2 separate regions of the Sus scrofa genome follow, and region 2 is linked to region 1. Evidence: chromatin contacts called from public Hi-C data. All regions are on one chromosome and are shown on one strand. Each heading gives the region's core, a stretch centred on a gene start, on an enhancer-like site or on the middle of the called end of the contact. The rest is flanking DNA. Distances are from core to core; before and after follow the strand shown.

Region 1 (6,933 bases), core at 3,791-6,290:
GAGTGTGCAGCAGGTAGAGGAAGAGGAACTCGATGATGAGCTTGAAGATGAGGCTGAGCAGGTAGGTCCACCACAGGCCGCCGTGCTTCTTGCCCGCGTTGTCGTATAGCTTGGCGCAGTGGTCGCCGTGCTTCTGGCGGTGCCGCCGCTCCCGCTCCTCCCGGTAGGCCACGTGCAGGATGACCAGCAGCGACGGGCACGTGACAAAGATGAGCTGCAGGGCCCAGAGGCGGATGTTGGAGATGGGGAAGAACTCATCGTAGCAAACGTTGGTGCAGCCCGGCTGCTTGGTGTTGCAGTCAAAGTCCTTCTGCTCATCCCCCCACACACGCTCGGCGGCCACCACATACACCAGCACGCGGAAGACGAACACCACCGACAGCCAGATGCGCCCGAAGGCTGTGGAGTACTTGTTCACCCCACTCAGTAGGGCTTGGAGTGTCTTCCAGTCCATGGTGCCTGGTGAGGGCGCTGGGGGCCGTGCCCACCTGGCAGAATAGGAAAAACCATATGTTAATGAATGGGTGACATTTATGGAGCATTTATATAAACCAAGGGCTGTTCTGAATTCTTGTTTTTTTTTTTTTTTTTGTCTTTTTAGGGCTGCGCCCTCGGCCCATGGAGGTTCCCAGGCTAGGGGTCCAATCGGAGCTGTAGCTGCCAGCCTACGCCACAGCCACAGCAATGCCAGATCCAAGCCAAGTCTGCCACCTGCACCACAGCACACAGCAATGCTGAATCCTTAACTCAATGAGCAAGGCCAGGGATCGAACCTGTGTCCTCATGGATGGTAGTCAGATTTGCTTCTGCTGAGCCACAGTGGGAACTCCTGTCTTGAATTCTTTATGTGGATGGATTCCTTTGATCATTGTAGGGACCCTATGAGATCAGGACTATTACTCTTCCTAAGCTACAGGGAGGAAACAGGCACAGAGAGGTTAGGTAACCTGCCCCAAATCACAAAGCTAGTATGCCAGAAGGAAGGGAATGTGCATCTGCTGATAATAACAATTATTATTTACTAAGCACTTATGATGAGCCAGGCAAGGAGCTAAACACTTTATGTGAAGGATCTCCTTTAAACCTTATAAGGACCCTGTGAGCCAGATAAAATTATGCATCTCATTGACAGATGCAGAAACTAATAATTAGTTGTGGCTCAGCGGGTTACAAACCTGATGAGTATCCATGAGGATGTGCGTTTGATCTCTGGCCTCGCTCAGTGGGTTAAGGATCCAGTGGCATGGCGATGAGCTGTGGTATAGGTCGGAGATGCTGCTCAGATTAAAAAAAAAGAAGAAAAGAAAAAGAAACTAATAATCAAATTACAAAACACTCTGTGCACACATAGTACGTGCTCAATAATTGCTGGCTAGTCATTATGAAATCTTGAGAGGTCAAGTCACTAATTTAAAACTAACTTTGGGAGTTCCCTTCATGGCTCAGTGGTTAACAAACCCAACTAGGATCCATGAGGATGCAGGTTTGATCCCTGGCCTTGCTCAGTGGGTTAAGGATCTGGCGTTGCCGTGAGCTGTGGTGTAGGTTGCAGATGCGCTTGGATCTGGCGTTGCTGTGGCCATGGCATAGGCTGGCAGCTACAGCTCTGATTGGACCCCTAGCCTGGGAACCTCCATATGCCTCGGGTGCAGCCCTAAAAAGCAAAAACAACAGCAACAACAACAAAAAACCAAAACAACTAGCTTTGAAGTTCCCATTATGGTGCAGCTATAACGAACCTGACTTGTATCCATGAGGATGCGAGTTTGATCCCTGGCCCCCTTTAGTGGTTAAGGATCCGGCATTGCTGTGAGCTGTGGCGTAGGTCACAGACTTGGCTTGGATCCTGTTACTGTGGTTTTGGTGTAGGGCGGCAGCTACGGCTCTGATTCCAGCCCTAGCCTGGGGACCTCCATATGCAGAGAGTGTGGCCCTAAAAAGACAAAAGACAAATAAAACAAAACAAAAACACAACTAGCTTGGGATTCAGGGCTGGGCTTTCCACCACTTCCTCTCCTTCTCTGCTGGATGCCTGCCCTGGACCAGGTTCTCAAAATTAACTTGTTGGTGCCTCGCTACTGTCCTGTGAACTTGGTGTTTATGAAGCCCATTCTACAGAGAGGAACCTAGGGCTTAGAGAGGGGGAAAGACCCTCCCCAAGGTCTCAGAGTGGGTGGTGAAGTTAGGAGCCCAGTTCAGGTTGGGGGGTGCGAGCAGGGGGTATTTCCCTGGTTCCTTTGGACACCAGATCTAGGGAAAAATCTACAGACACCCCTCTCCGCTTCCCCTGTGCCAGATCCTGGGGGAGCTCCAGCCACCACAGCCATGCCGGATACTCGGGCTCTGTGAAGGGAAACATGCTTCGTTCAGGTCGCCGGATCACACACCTCCCTCCCAGTCCTGGATTGACTCAGGGAGTGGACTGGTGGGTCTGCCTCGGTGCACCTAGTGTCTGCATGCAGCAGAGGTGTGGGCTTATGTGTACATTCGGGTGCTCCTGCAGCTACTCTGTGACTCTGAGCATGCATGATGCCTGCAGGTCCACCCCCTGGGCCACTGCTTCTCACCCTTCCACTGCCACCACCCTGCTCCAGGCCACCATCATTCTGTTAATGCCGTGGGCTCTTGGTTGGCTCTTGGAGTCCATTAAGTCAGATCGCATGACTCCCTTATTTAAAGCTTTCTCCTATCTTAACATTACACTTAGAATGAAATCCCAGATTCTACATTCTCACCCTATGCTCTTACATGCCCGCCCCCCTCCGCCCCGCACCACTGCCTCTCAATGCCCAGGCTACGATGGGGGCCTCCGGGGCTTTGTAATTACTCCTGCTGCTTGGAATGCTCTTCCTCCAGAACCTTGCATGGCTGGCTCCTTCTCATCAATGAGGGCTCTGCTGAAACATCCTCTCTGTAGAGGCCTCCCCAGATAACCCTGGATCTGGAAGTCCCTGCCCTCCCAGTCAATCTGCTCCCATCCCCTTTGTTTTCTTCCTAGAATTTAATCACCATTGGGAATTAAAGTATTTGTTTAATCATCTACTTCTGAATTTCATGAATTTCTGTTTCACAAGGGTGATATATACACTGGCAGCAGCACACAATACAATTCTTAGTATTAAAAAAAGTGTCTGTGGAGTTCCTGTTGTGGCGCAGTGGTTAACAGATCTGACTAGGAACCATGAGGTTGTGGGTTCGATCCCTGGCCTCGATCAGTGGGTTAAGGATCCAGCGTTGCCGTGAGCTGTGGTGTAGGTTGCAGACGCGGCTCAGATCCTGTGTTGCTGTGGCTCTGGCATAGGCCGGTGGCTACAGCTCCGATTGGACTCCTAGCCTGGGAACCTCCGTATGCTGCGGGAGCGGCCCAAGAAATGGCAAAAAAGACCCCCCCCCCAAAAAAAAAGGGTCTGGAGTTTCCTGGTGGCCTAACGGTTCAGGATCCTGTGTTGTCTGTGCTCTTGCTCAGGTGCCTGCAGTTCTATCCCTGGCCTGGAAACTTCCACATGCAGTGGGGGTGGAGGCGAGGAAGTGTCTTTGCTACTCACTCCTTCTAAGACCTGTCCTTTGCGGAGGGACACTGGGATGTATAGAGAAAGTAGGATCACAGTTGAATTGGAGACTCAGCTCTACCCCTTCTACGTGAGTGACTTCCAAGATTTCCTAATCTCCTTGACTTTCTTTCCTTATCTCTAAAGGGAAATCATTCCTACTTTCTTGAGTATCATAAAAAACCATTCCCTCCCCAGCCTGCCACTCACCTGGTGAGAGTTCAAGAAACCTGCAGGGGAGGTTGGAGCCTCCTCGGGACAGCCCAGGGAGGAGAGGGGCCCTGACAGGGGCTTCCACCTGACACCCTCCCTGGAGGGCCCACCTGGGGGCAACCTCCTCTTTCGCCCCCACCTTCCCTTCCAGTCGTGTCTGCCTAGTCCTGCCTGACACACCCTAGGGACTCACTGGCAAAGAATTTCCCTCCAAGCCCTGGCCCGGGACCGGTGGAGCCGGTTCTGGTTCCCCCTGCAGTCCCCCAACACCGGCTCCCAGCTATCCGCTTTTCGCCTGTCGGGAGGCGGGGGGTCGGGGTAGGGAGCCAAGCCGCACCCAGCTTTTATCACCACTCCGTAATGCCCACCGCCCCCCCCTCCTCGGAACACCCCCACCTCCCCCGGCCCCGGCCCCCAAAAGTCTTGGTCGATTCCCGGCGTCTTGGCTGTTTGCGGACGTGGGAGGGACTCTGCAGGAATCTTCCGCAGCTAGAGCGCCCACCGCACCCAGAACCAAGGGGTGAGAAGCCAGATGGGGAGTGGGGTGGGGGAGAGTCCTTCCACCGCCTCCCATCCTCTCACCCCACCGTCTCAGCCTAACCCGAAGGCAGGATCGAGCCCCAGCCCCGCCTCGGGTCGCGGGGTCGGGGTGCGGGCGCCCCGCACTTACCCGCAGCGGCGAGGCCAGCGGGGGGGCCGGGACCCCAAGTCTTCGAGACCCGCAGCAGAGGAGATCTGGGTGCGAACTGCGACTCTGTAGTCGCGGCGAGACGCGTGGCGTCAGGCACACCCCGGGGGCGGCGTGGAGGAGGGAGGGTCGGGGGAGGAGCTTGAGAGCTGGCCCGCCGCAGGGGGTCTGGTTCTAGCCGCAACGCTGCCACTCGGTCCCCTGGCAACCTACTCCGGGGCTTGAAACCTTAGCCTCGGTTTCTTCGCGTGTGAAATGGGGGCAGCGGTGGCCCTGGGCAGGGCTGTGGCAAAGGCTCCAGTGAGATTCGCGGTGTGAAGCGCTCTAAACGAAGCGCCAAGTGGTCCCCGGACGGGCTGCAATCAAGACTCGCCCACGTGTTACCACGGGGACTCAGTCAGCGCCCTGCGGGTCACTGTCTCCGCCTAGCACTTGGCCTCGACTCTGCGTGAGGACACTCCCGGCGGCTGCCCTCCCGCATTAGTTCCTGGCTCAAACTCGGTGTCCTCGAATGGGGTATGCACACTTTGCAGAACCAGGGTAGGGGGCAGCAGGAAGAGGCGCTGTACCTGGAAAGGAGATTGGTGGGGGGGGGGAATCCCTTGTCCAGGGGCGAGGGCTGGAATGGGGGGAGGTCGTTGCCAGGAACTACTAAGAGGGGCAGATCCTACCGAGGCCGGGGAGGGGGAGTTAAGAGGGAGGTGGAAGAGCGGAGCCTGTGGCTTTAGACCCCCTGCAGGGGGAGGCGGTTTTGTGTATGTGTGTGTGTGTGTGTCTGGGGCTGGGCGGGGCTGGGCTGAACTGGACTCTGGGGACAAGGACTCTTTTATTTACCAGTGTAAACAAACAGACTAGGAACCTAGTGAGAGCCCTTGAGCCTCAGCCTGGTCGGGGAACTCCCAGGGTTTCCGGCCTCCCGGGGAGTCCTGGGAATCCTAGCCACCAAAGGGACTGAGTCTTCCCTGTCTCATCTGAGATGATGTTAGCAGGAGAGTGACTGTACATGGCATTTTCCCAGGCTTGTACTGGCTTATGCCTGTGGCCCTGGCGTAATTAATAATACCCCTTTAATTCTCAAAAGTACCCCCAAACTTGGGAAGATCAATTACACCATCACTCTACCTACTACTCTGGGTAGAAAACTAACACTTCAGGGGGTTGGGGTGGGGGGGCTCGGAGACATCTGTGCCAGACATTGTCCCTCGGGCTTTATTTTGTTGTCACAGTGCCCAGTGAGGAAGGTATAAGCCTTCCTACTTTTTTTTTTTTTTTTTTTTTTTTTTTTGTCTTTTTGCTATTTCTTTGGGCCGCTCCCGCGGCATATGGAGGTTCCCAGACTAGGAGTTGAATAGGAGCTGTGGCCACCGGCCTACACCAGGGCCATAGCAACACTGGATCCGAGCCGCGTCTGCAACCTACACCACAGCTCACGGCCACGCCGGATCGTTAACCCACTGAGCAAGGGCAGGGATCGAACCCGCAACCTCATGGTTCCTAGTCGGATTTGTTAACCACTGCGCCACGACGGGAACTCCAGCCTTCCTACTTTTATGAATGAGAAAACTGAGGCACCCAGAAGTTGGGAGACTTGCCCACTGTCACAGATAAGTAGGAGCAGAGCCAGCTGTGAAGGCCTCAGCTGTGCTGAGTTTCTGGATTGGGCAAAGCCACAGGGTTCCCCCTGCAGAGGTCATTTTTGCTTTGAAAATCATTGCTGAGGAGTTCCCATTGTGGCTCAGGGGGTTAAGAACCCAGCGTTGTCTCTGTGAGGATGCATGTTCAATTCCCAGCCTTGTTCAATGGGTTAAGGATCTGATGTTGCCTCAAGCTGTGGCATAGGCCAGCAGCTTCAGTTCTGATTCGACCCCTAGCCCGGGCACTCCCATATGCCACAAGTGTGGCCATAAAAAGAAAAAAAAAATCATTGCTGAGACAACAGTGCTGGGGTGTTCTGGGTGCTTCTCTGCATGTGTCTGTGTGAGGAGATGTGTGAATATGATGGTGTCCTATGTGTTGGGGGGGGGTCCGTATTGCCGCCTGTTCCCTGCTGCCTCTTGCTCTGCTGCATTTCAGAGCAAAACTTCTTCCTCCCTTCCTCGCCTGGATCTCCAGGGGCCAAGTCCAACAACCTTGACCCTGCCCTATTCTCCTGCACTTTCAGAAGCACCTGACACAGCTGACTACTCCTTCCTTCTCAAAACACTTTCTTCCCTTGGCAGCCACCCTCATAATTTCCTTGCCCCTCGGAGACCTCACATTCCGGTCTCAGCCTCTTCTCTCCTGGGTGAGCTCACCCAGTCCTGGGCTTCCAGCACCATCCATGGGCTGAGTCCCACACTTCTAGTGCCAGCCCTGAGCTCCCTGAAATGCACCAGGCTGCTCACATGACCACCAGGCTTCCAGTTATTTGTTTCCTTTCCTAAAATCAATTGCATTGATTCTGTATTCGACTCCATAGATCGTCTTCTTTTTCCATTTACCCTG
Region 2 (7,637 bases), core at 930-3,429, 280 kb before region 1:
CTGGCCTGGGAACTTCCACATGGCGCAAGAATGAGAAAAAAAAAAATCCTAGCGGGAGTTTTTATGGAACTTTAAAGAAGATTATAATGTACATAAAATGAAGACACAACCTAGAATAGGCACTACAATCTCAAAAAAGAAAAAAGTTGGAGAATTTACTAAAAGTCATAGTAATCAAGATGGTGTGGTATGGATACAAGCCACAGCAGCAACTCCTACAGCTACTTCTTTATGCATTACACTTTGCAAAGGTTTGCTGAGTTCTGCAAGCTCTTTTGCTGGCATGAGAGGGAGAGGGAGGCAGAAGCCTAAATGCTTCTCAAAAGAAACTAAAATGTGTCCATTCTTAGTTCTGTGGTAATGGGGAGCCACTACTTATGAAGTGCATAGATATGGGGGTTAGACTAGGGTGTGCAGACTCTCATAAACCTCTGCCTAGAGTTCCTGTTGTGGCTCAGCGGTAACAAACCCAACTAGTATCCATGAGGATGCAGGTTCAGTCCCTGGTCCCACTCAGTGGGTCAAGGATCCAGTGTTGCCATGGGCTGCAGTGTAGGTGGAAGTTTCCACTCTGATCTGGAGTTGCTGTGGCCTAGGCCTGCAAAGATTCAACCCCCTAGTCTGGGAACTTCCATATGCCTCAAAAGCAAACAAAACAAAACAAAACCTCTGCCTAGAACAGTATGATAACTGCAACAATGTAAACATATATGAGGTACAAAGCAGAAATGAGGGAAGAGAAAATGGTCAAAGAAATCTTCTAAAAGGTTAAATTTCAACTAGGTTTTAGTTTACTTTTTTAATTTTAATTTTTTTAAGGCCGCATCTTTGGCATATGAAAGTTCCTGGGCTAGGGGTCGAATGGAAGCTGCAGCTGCTTTATAGCAATGTCAACACCAGATCTGAGGCTCATCTGTGACCTATGCCACTGCAGCAGCACCAGATCCTCTGAGTCCAGGGATAGAACTGCATCCTCAAAGACACCATGTTGGGTTCTTAACCTGCTGAGCCACAAGGTAAACTCCCTTGAGCTGGGTTTTAAAGTAGGGGTCTGGAGTTTCCCAGTGGCTCAGCAGGTTAAGGATCCAGCGTTGTCACTGCTGCGGCTGGCTGGGGTCGCTGCTGTGGGGAGGGTTTGATCCCTGACAGGAGAACTTTGGCATGTGTGGGAGCTGTCAAAAACAAACAAGCACCACCATAAAGGAGCTGTCTATGAAACAATGATGGGGGATAGTCAAGGTATAGGGATAGCTTGTGGAAAAACACAAACATATGAGAATTTTAAGAAATGAAGTTATTGTTGAAGATAAAGTAAGCGTGATAGTGGAAGGAAATTAAGTTAGAAAAGCATGGGTCATATCGGGAAGATCCCTGAACACCAAAAACCTTGAACTTAATTTTGTACATAGAAACTTTTGGCGTTAAGGAATCATTTCATTTGTATTTTTTTTTAATCTAAAAATTTATTTAATGCTCTTGCCTCAACCTAAGAGTTAAATGGGCAAAGTGTTGATTCCCGCTTCCATCACGGTTAAGAGTAATACAGTTCTTGCACCTTCATCTAATCCCCATTTCAAATCAGAATACAGCACGAGCCAAGATTTTAAAGTAATTAAAAATAAAAAAAACTTCTTTTGGCTCAGATCCTGTTACAACTCTACTTGCAAAAGGAGTTCCACGATTTTTTTAAGTTTGAAAAAAAATCATTCATTGCTTAACGAAGGAGAGCCACAGGTGTGATCAAATGTATGCTTTAGAAGCGGAAGCCGAGGAGGGAGACCAAAGGCTGAAATCCCAGTTACACCGCAGGAGCAGCAGGCGGCCGGCGAGAAACGTTGGAAGCTGTAGACCACGACACCCTACTCGGAGCGCAACGTGAAAGGAGACGACAAACACGACCCGGCGGCGTGACCCTGAACGCCCACCCCCATAAGGCGACATCCACACGCAGGCCGGGTCCCCAGAACCCGGGCCTCCCGGACACTTCATCCTCCCTCCGACTGGCGAAACTCTCCACCTACCTCGGGTAAAGCACAGGACTAAAGACCAACGCCACAGCCGCTCAAGGAGGTTCACAAGTTTCGCTGAAGGACGTTCACCGCGCCAGGATTCTCAAAGAAACTGCGACGCGAAATGGTCACACAGACCCCACCCCCTTCCCGTAGTGCTTTGCGGCCGAGCCTGCGCAGTGCACTCCGCTGGGCTTGGCTCCTGCTCCAGCAGTCGAAAAAGGAGGCTTTGGGACTAGAAAAGGGGTGGGAGAGGGGCGGGTTGGACTGGGCGGATAGGCGCTTAGCTATTAGCCCTTGAAGCCTTGTCTAGATGGCAGTCAAATTTAGCTAGAGCAGCAGCCGACGTTGACTTAGATAGAGCTCAGGAGAGGCAATTACATTTACTGAATTCGAGATATGGCTCTGTTGGCAACTTCGGTAACATACCAATTTCTTCACCAATTATCTCGGGATAATTATAGTGCCTACAGTATAAACTTGCGAAGATTAGGAAGATAATGGTTAGGAGTTCCCGCCAGTTCCTGGCATGGCGGGTTAAGGATGTCACCTTGCTGCACGTGGCTTGAATTCAGTCCCTAGCCCAAGAACTTCCACATGCCTTTGAGTGTGTCCAAAAAAAGAAAAGGCAATGGTTAGTAAAGTGCCAGGTATAGAGTATATTCCCACCAAAAAGAATTAATCTGCAGAGATAATGATAGGGATAGAATAGGATAGTTACACAGGTAGTTGTAGAAGTCCCACTAGGGGATTATATATAGGGAAAACTAAGGAACTTTGGGAGATCACTGTAAGTTAATAATTACTCAGGAAAGCCATCAGAATGTGGTGGAATGAAGCAGGTGTGCTTACCTATAAAACCATAAATAGAAGCATGATAAAGATGAAATGGGACCTACATTCAAGTTCAGCAAAAATAATGATCCTTAGGCTCAAGGACAGGAATTTAAGCTAAGGATGATATTCCAAAATAGGAGACCCTCATTATACAGAAACCTGAGATGATTCAACATATTTTAGTTTATGTTAGGTCCCTTCTGCTGATTTGAATAAGCACCACGAAAATCCTAGTTTGATCTCATAGGGTCAAATACTCTCTTACCTGATACAAAGGAGGAGCTAATGCTGTAAGCCTGAAAAATAAGGAAGAAGGAGGTCTTCTTCCCCTCCCCACTTTCCTTGGATTGTAATCTGATCCTAATCCTCAGGACAGAACCACCCCATCTGCCTGCTTGTATCCCTCACTGTCCTAGCCCAAGCTAGGGGTCCAATCAGAGCTACAGCAGCAGCAACACCAGATCCGAGCCACTTCTGCGACCTGCACCACAGCTTAAGGCTGTGCCAGATCCTTAACCCACTGAGCGAGGCCAGGGATAGAACCCGCAACCTCATGGTTCCTAGTCAGATTCATTTCTGCTGAGCCACGAAGGGAACTCCTCATGTCCTATTTTATATATCCATTTCTTTCCTATCACGTTGCCGCTCGCTGAGTTCCTTCTGCCCTAAGACACAAAAAAACTTGAGCAAGTCCAGACAACAGGTGAATGATTCTAATTTAAAAACTGTGGGTTTGGCAGTCCCACTGTGGTGCAATAGGATCAGCAGCCTCTTGGGAGCACGGGACGCAGGTTCAATCCCTGGCCTGGCACAGTAGGTTTGGCTCGGATCTGATCCCTGGCCTGGGAGCTCCATGTGGTGTGGGGCGGCCAAAAAAAAAAAAAAAACAACAACCAAAAAACACCTGTGAGTTCAAGTCCCAATCTGGGTTTTGGCTGCATTAAAGTCAAACGTGTTTTGGTTTCAATAAGAGAAAGAGAGTTCAGGCTTCTTCCATTTTGAGGAGCTCTCAGTATATTAACATTAAAATAATCTCAAAACGGTGTGGCAAAAAAAAAAATCATGGTTGTTTTAAACGCTATTTAAAAAATTTAACAGTCTCAACACCTCAACAAATAAGTATAGGATCAAACAGTTGTGCTATTCCTCAGGTCATAATAGGATGATAAAAGATAAAGTTTAATGATGAATTTAGGGGACCATGGAGATGTTACCACTAACAAGCTATGGCTTGAGCAAGTCCCTTGAGCTTTCTGAGCCTCAGTTTCTTCATCTGTAAAAATGGATTACAGTAAACCCCACTGGAGCTATTGGGAGGATTTGAGATATTTTATTTTATTTTTAGGGTCACACCCATGGAATATGGAAGGTCCAAGACTAGGGAGAGAATCAGAGCCACAGCTGCCAGCCTGCGCTACAGGCACAGCCATAAAGATCCGAGCCACATCTGCAACCTACACCACAGCTCAAGGCAATGCTGGATCCCTGACCCACTGAGTGAGGCCAGGGATCAAACCTACATCCTCATGAACACTATGTTGGGTTCTTAACCTGCTAAGTCACAATGGGAACTCATAAAATGTTATCTATTTATCTCCTAAATAGCCCCAATCATAACCTTGTATCACTTTATTTATTGTCTTTTTAGGGCTGTACCCATGGCATATGAAGGTTCCCAGGCTAGGGGTCAAATTGGAGCTGCAGTTGCTGACCTATACCACAACCACAGCAAGGCAGGATCCGAGCCACATCTGTGACCTACACCATGGCTCATGGCAACACTGGACCCTTAACCCACTGATCAAGGCCAGGGGTCAAATCCACATCCTCATGGATACTAATCAGGTTCATTATCGTTGCACCATGGCAGGAATTCCCTGTATCACTATTATAATGAGGAGAAACTTCATAAATTCAGGGGAAAAAAAAATCAAGAGTCATGGAGTTCTCTTGCGGCACAGTAGGTTAAGGATCCAGCACTAGCATTGCAGTGGCTTGGGTCACTGCTGTGGCATGGGTTCAGTCCCTGGCCAAGGAACTTCCATATGCTGTGTGCGTGGCCAAGAAAAATAAAATCAAGAGTCAAAGAATGATGCAAAATAGTAATACATGATTACTTGTTAGTACACAACAAGCACTAATCAGCTTTTTAGTACACAGCTAATTGGCAATAAGTGAAAAATGTGCAACGGAGAGAATAAGAATGAATCATAATTCTGTTTTTCTCCTGGAAGAGCCCGTCTCCATCCTTAAGATTGTTTACGCTAAAATAAGTTTTTTTTAAAAAGCACCCTAATTATGTGTCTCAGGACAACCATTTGAAATACATTCTGGGTTTTATTTTCTGGTTATCACACAAACTCAAATGAAACTTTCTGTCTAGGTCTTGCTCTGCATCTCTGCCTGATATACACTTTCTCTGGTTTTGAAAATGGATATCTTTGTTACATCTCATACCCTAGTAGGTAACACAATAGGGGGGCAGCTAGTCACTAGGTAAATATTTGTTTAATGAACTGAATAGGTGAATGTATCCTTTCTGCCTCAGGATATATTTGTTTCTATTTCTCAATGTAATTCTTTCGACTATGAATTCAAATGACAAAGTACTAAATAAACTCACCTTGAAACTGGCTTATTTTTTCTTTTTTTCTTTTCAGGGCCACACCCATGGCATTTGGAAGTTCCTGGGCTAGGGGTTGAATAACAGCTGCAGCTGCTTGCCTACACCACAGCCACAGTGAAGCCAGATCTGAGCTGCACCTGCAACCTATGCCACAGCTTTCAGCAATGCCGGATCATTAACCCTCTGAGTAAGGCCAGGGACTGAACCTGCATCCTCATGGATACTATTCGGGTTCTTAACCCACTGAGTCACAGTGAGGACACCCAATAATACTTTCTTTGTGGAGTTGCTGAGATCAGATGGGATAATGTATGTAAAGCATGATATCTGCCCTAAAGTAGGTGCTGAAAAGGAGTTCCTGTTGTGGTGCAGTGGTTAATGAATCTGACTAGGAACCATGACGTTGCAGGTTCAATCCCTGCCCTTGCTCAGTGGGTTAACGATCAGGCGTTGCCTGAGCTGTGGTGTAGGTTGCAGACGCAGCTCGGATCCTGAGTTGCTGTGGCTCTGGCGTAGGCCACTGGCTGCGGCTCTGATTGGGTCCCTAGGGAGCAGCCCAAGGAATGGCAAAAAGAACAAAAAAAAAGAAGTAGGTGCTGAATAAATTAATTATTATTAAAAAATATCTGTTGAGTGTTGTTTATGTGACAGGCACTGTACTAGATGGTGGTAATTTTTTTTTTTTTTTTTTTTTGTCTTTTTGCCATTTCTTGGGCCACTCCCGAGGCATATGGAGGGTCCCAGGCTAGGGGTCGAATTGGAGCTGTAGCCACTGGCCTACGCCAGAGCCACAGCAACGCGGGATCCGAGCCGCGTCTGCAACCTACACCACAGCTCACGGCCATGCCGGATCCTTAACCCACTGAGCAAGGCCAGAGATCGAACCTGCAACTTCGTGGTTCTTAGTTGGATTCGTTAACCACTGCGCAAGGACGGGAACTCCCAGTGGTGGTAGTTTTTTAAAAAAACGCACCAAGATAGACAAAAGTTCCTCCCTTCCTGAAGCAGCTCTAGTGGGGGATTTTGACATGTAAATAGATATTGCCAACTTGAGGCTATGATAATGGAAATGAAACAGGAGGGAAGGGAGTAGGATACAATCCTTTAAAGAATGACATAGACCATGAGGATACAACAAAAACCTATTGGAACCAACCAGGTCCAAGATACCATTAGACCTTGAACCTGATTATATGCTCATTGTAATACAATGGCAGCTAAATGACACACCCAGAGGCACAAAAGGCCAAAAGCCAAAAGCGGCCCAATTCCTGGAAATTTCCCCCCTTTCCCTGAAATAGTTGGAATAATCCTCCCAATTATTAGCCTATGCAATAACCCAGCCTATTAAAAAAATCACCCATTTCAGGGCTGCTGTCTTGCCTTTTGAGACAGGAACTTAAGTATGTCCTGAGACCACGTGTGTAATTATTTTTTTTTCTTTTTAAAGCTGCACCTGAGGTGTTGCAGAGACATGTTTCTACAACATTTTCTTAGCCTCTTTGCTGAAAACTCCATCTTGTCCTTCTTTACTTTACCTCATCTTCCTGCTTTATCCAATCTTCCTGCTTGGAAAAACAGTCACAGTGCTGGTTAAATGACTTAAGCTTAAGAACAAAGACTGTTATATGCCTAAAGGTCAGAGTAAAAGCTTAACTTTTTACCAGCTAAGTGGCTTTTAAAATAGTAAAAGAGGAGTTCCCGTCGTGGCGCAGTGGTTAATGAATCTGACTAGGAACCATGAGGTTGCGGGTTCGATCCCTGCCCTTGCTCAGTGGGTTAACAATCCGGCGTTGCCGTGAGCTGTGGTGTAGGTTGCAGACGCGGCTGGGATCCTGCGTTGCTGTGGCTCTGGCGTAGGCCGGTGGCTACAGCTCCGATTCGGCCCCTAGCCTGGGAACCTCCATATGCCGCGGGAGCAGCCCAAGAAATAGCAACAACAACAACAAAAGACAAAAGACAAAAAGACAAAAAGAAAAAATAATAATAAAAGAACTTACAAAATAGTAAACAAACCCTATATCCTCCACCCATAGCCCCTCCTCACTTGATCTCATCTAAAGAGCCCAATAAAAGTGTGTGGTTTCTTGAGGCAGTGCTCTTGGTCCCTGAGACCTTGAGTCCCCCAGTTCCCACCTTTACTTAAGATAAATGTCTCTGTGTCT

What was found. Hi-C and Micro-C count contacts between places; a contact is called where the count stands out from the background.
Region 2: a contact with region 1 is called in a Hi-C map of liver, with 4 times the contacts expected there. The contact joins the promoter of ZMYM1 here to the promoter of GJB3 in region 1. A contact is called at or near these places in 2 of 47 Hi-C or Micro-C datasets (epiblast stem cells and liver).

The regions. Positions count from the first base shown.
Region 1 is chr6:91,029,485-91,036,417 of Sscrofa11.1, reverse strand. GJB3 (gap junction beta-3 protein) reads right to left here and starts at 5,040. Exons shown (of 3, transcript XM_021095864.1): 1 at 4,432-5,040; 2 at 1,176-1,275; 3 at 1-488. The coding sequence starts at 454.
Region 2 is chr6:91,306,696-91,314,332 of Sscrofa11.1, reverse strand. It overlaps ZMYM1 (zinc finger MYM-type protein 1), which reads right to left and starts at 2,179. Exons shown (of 11, transcript XM_021095889.1): 1 at 2,022-2,179.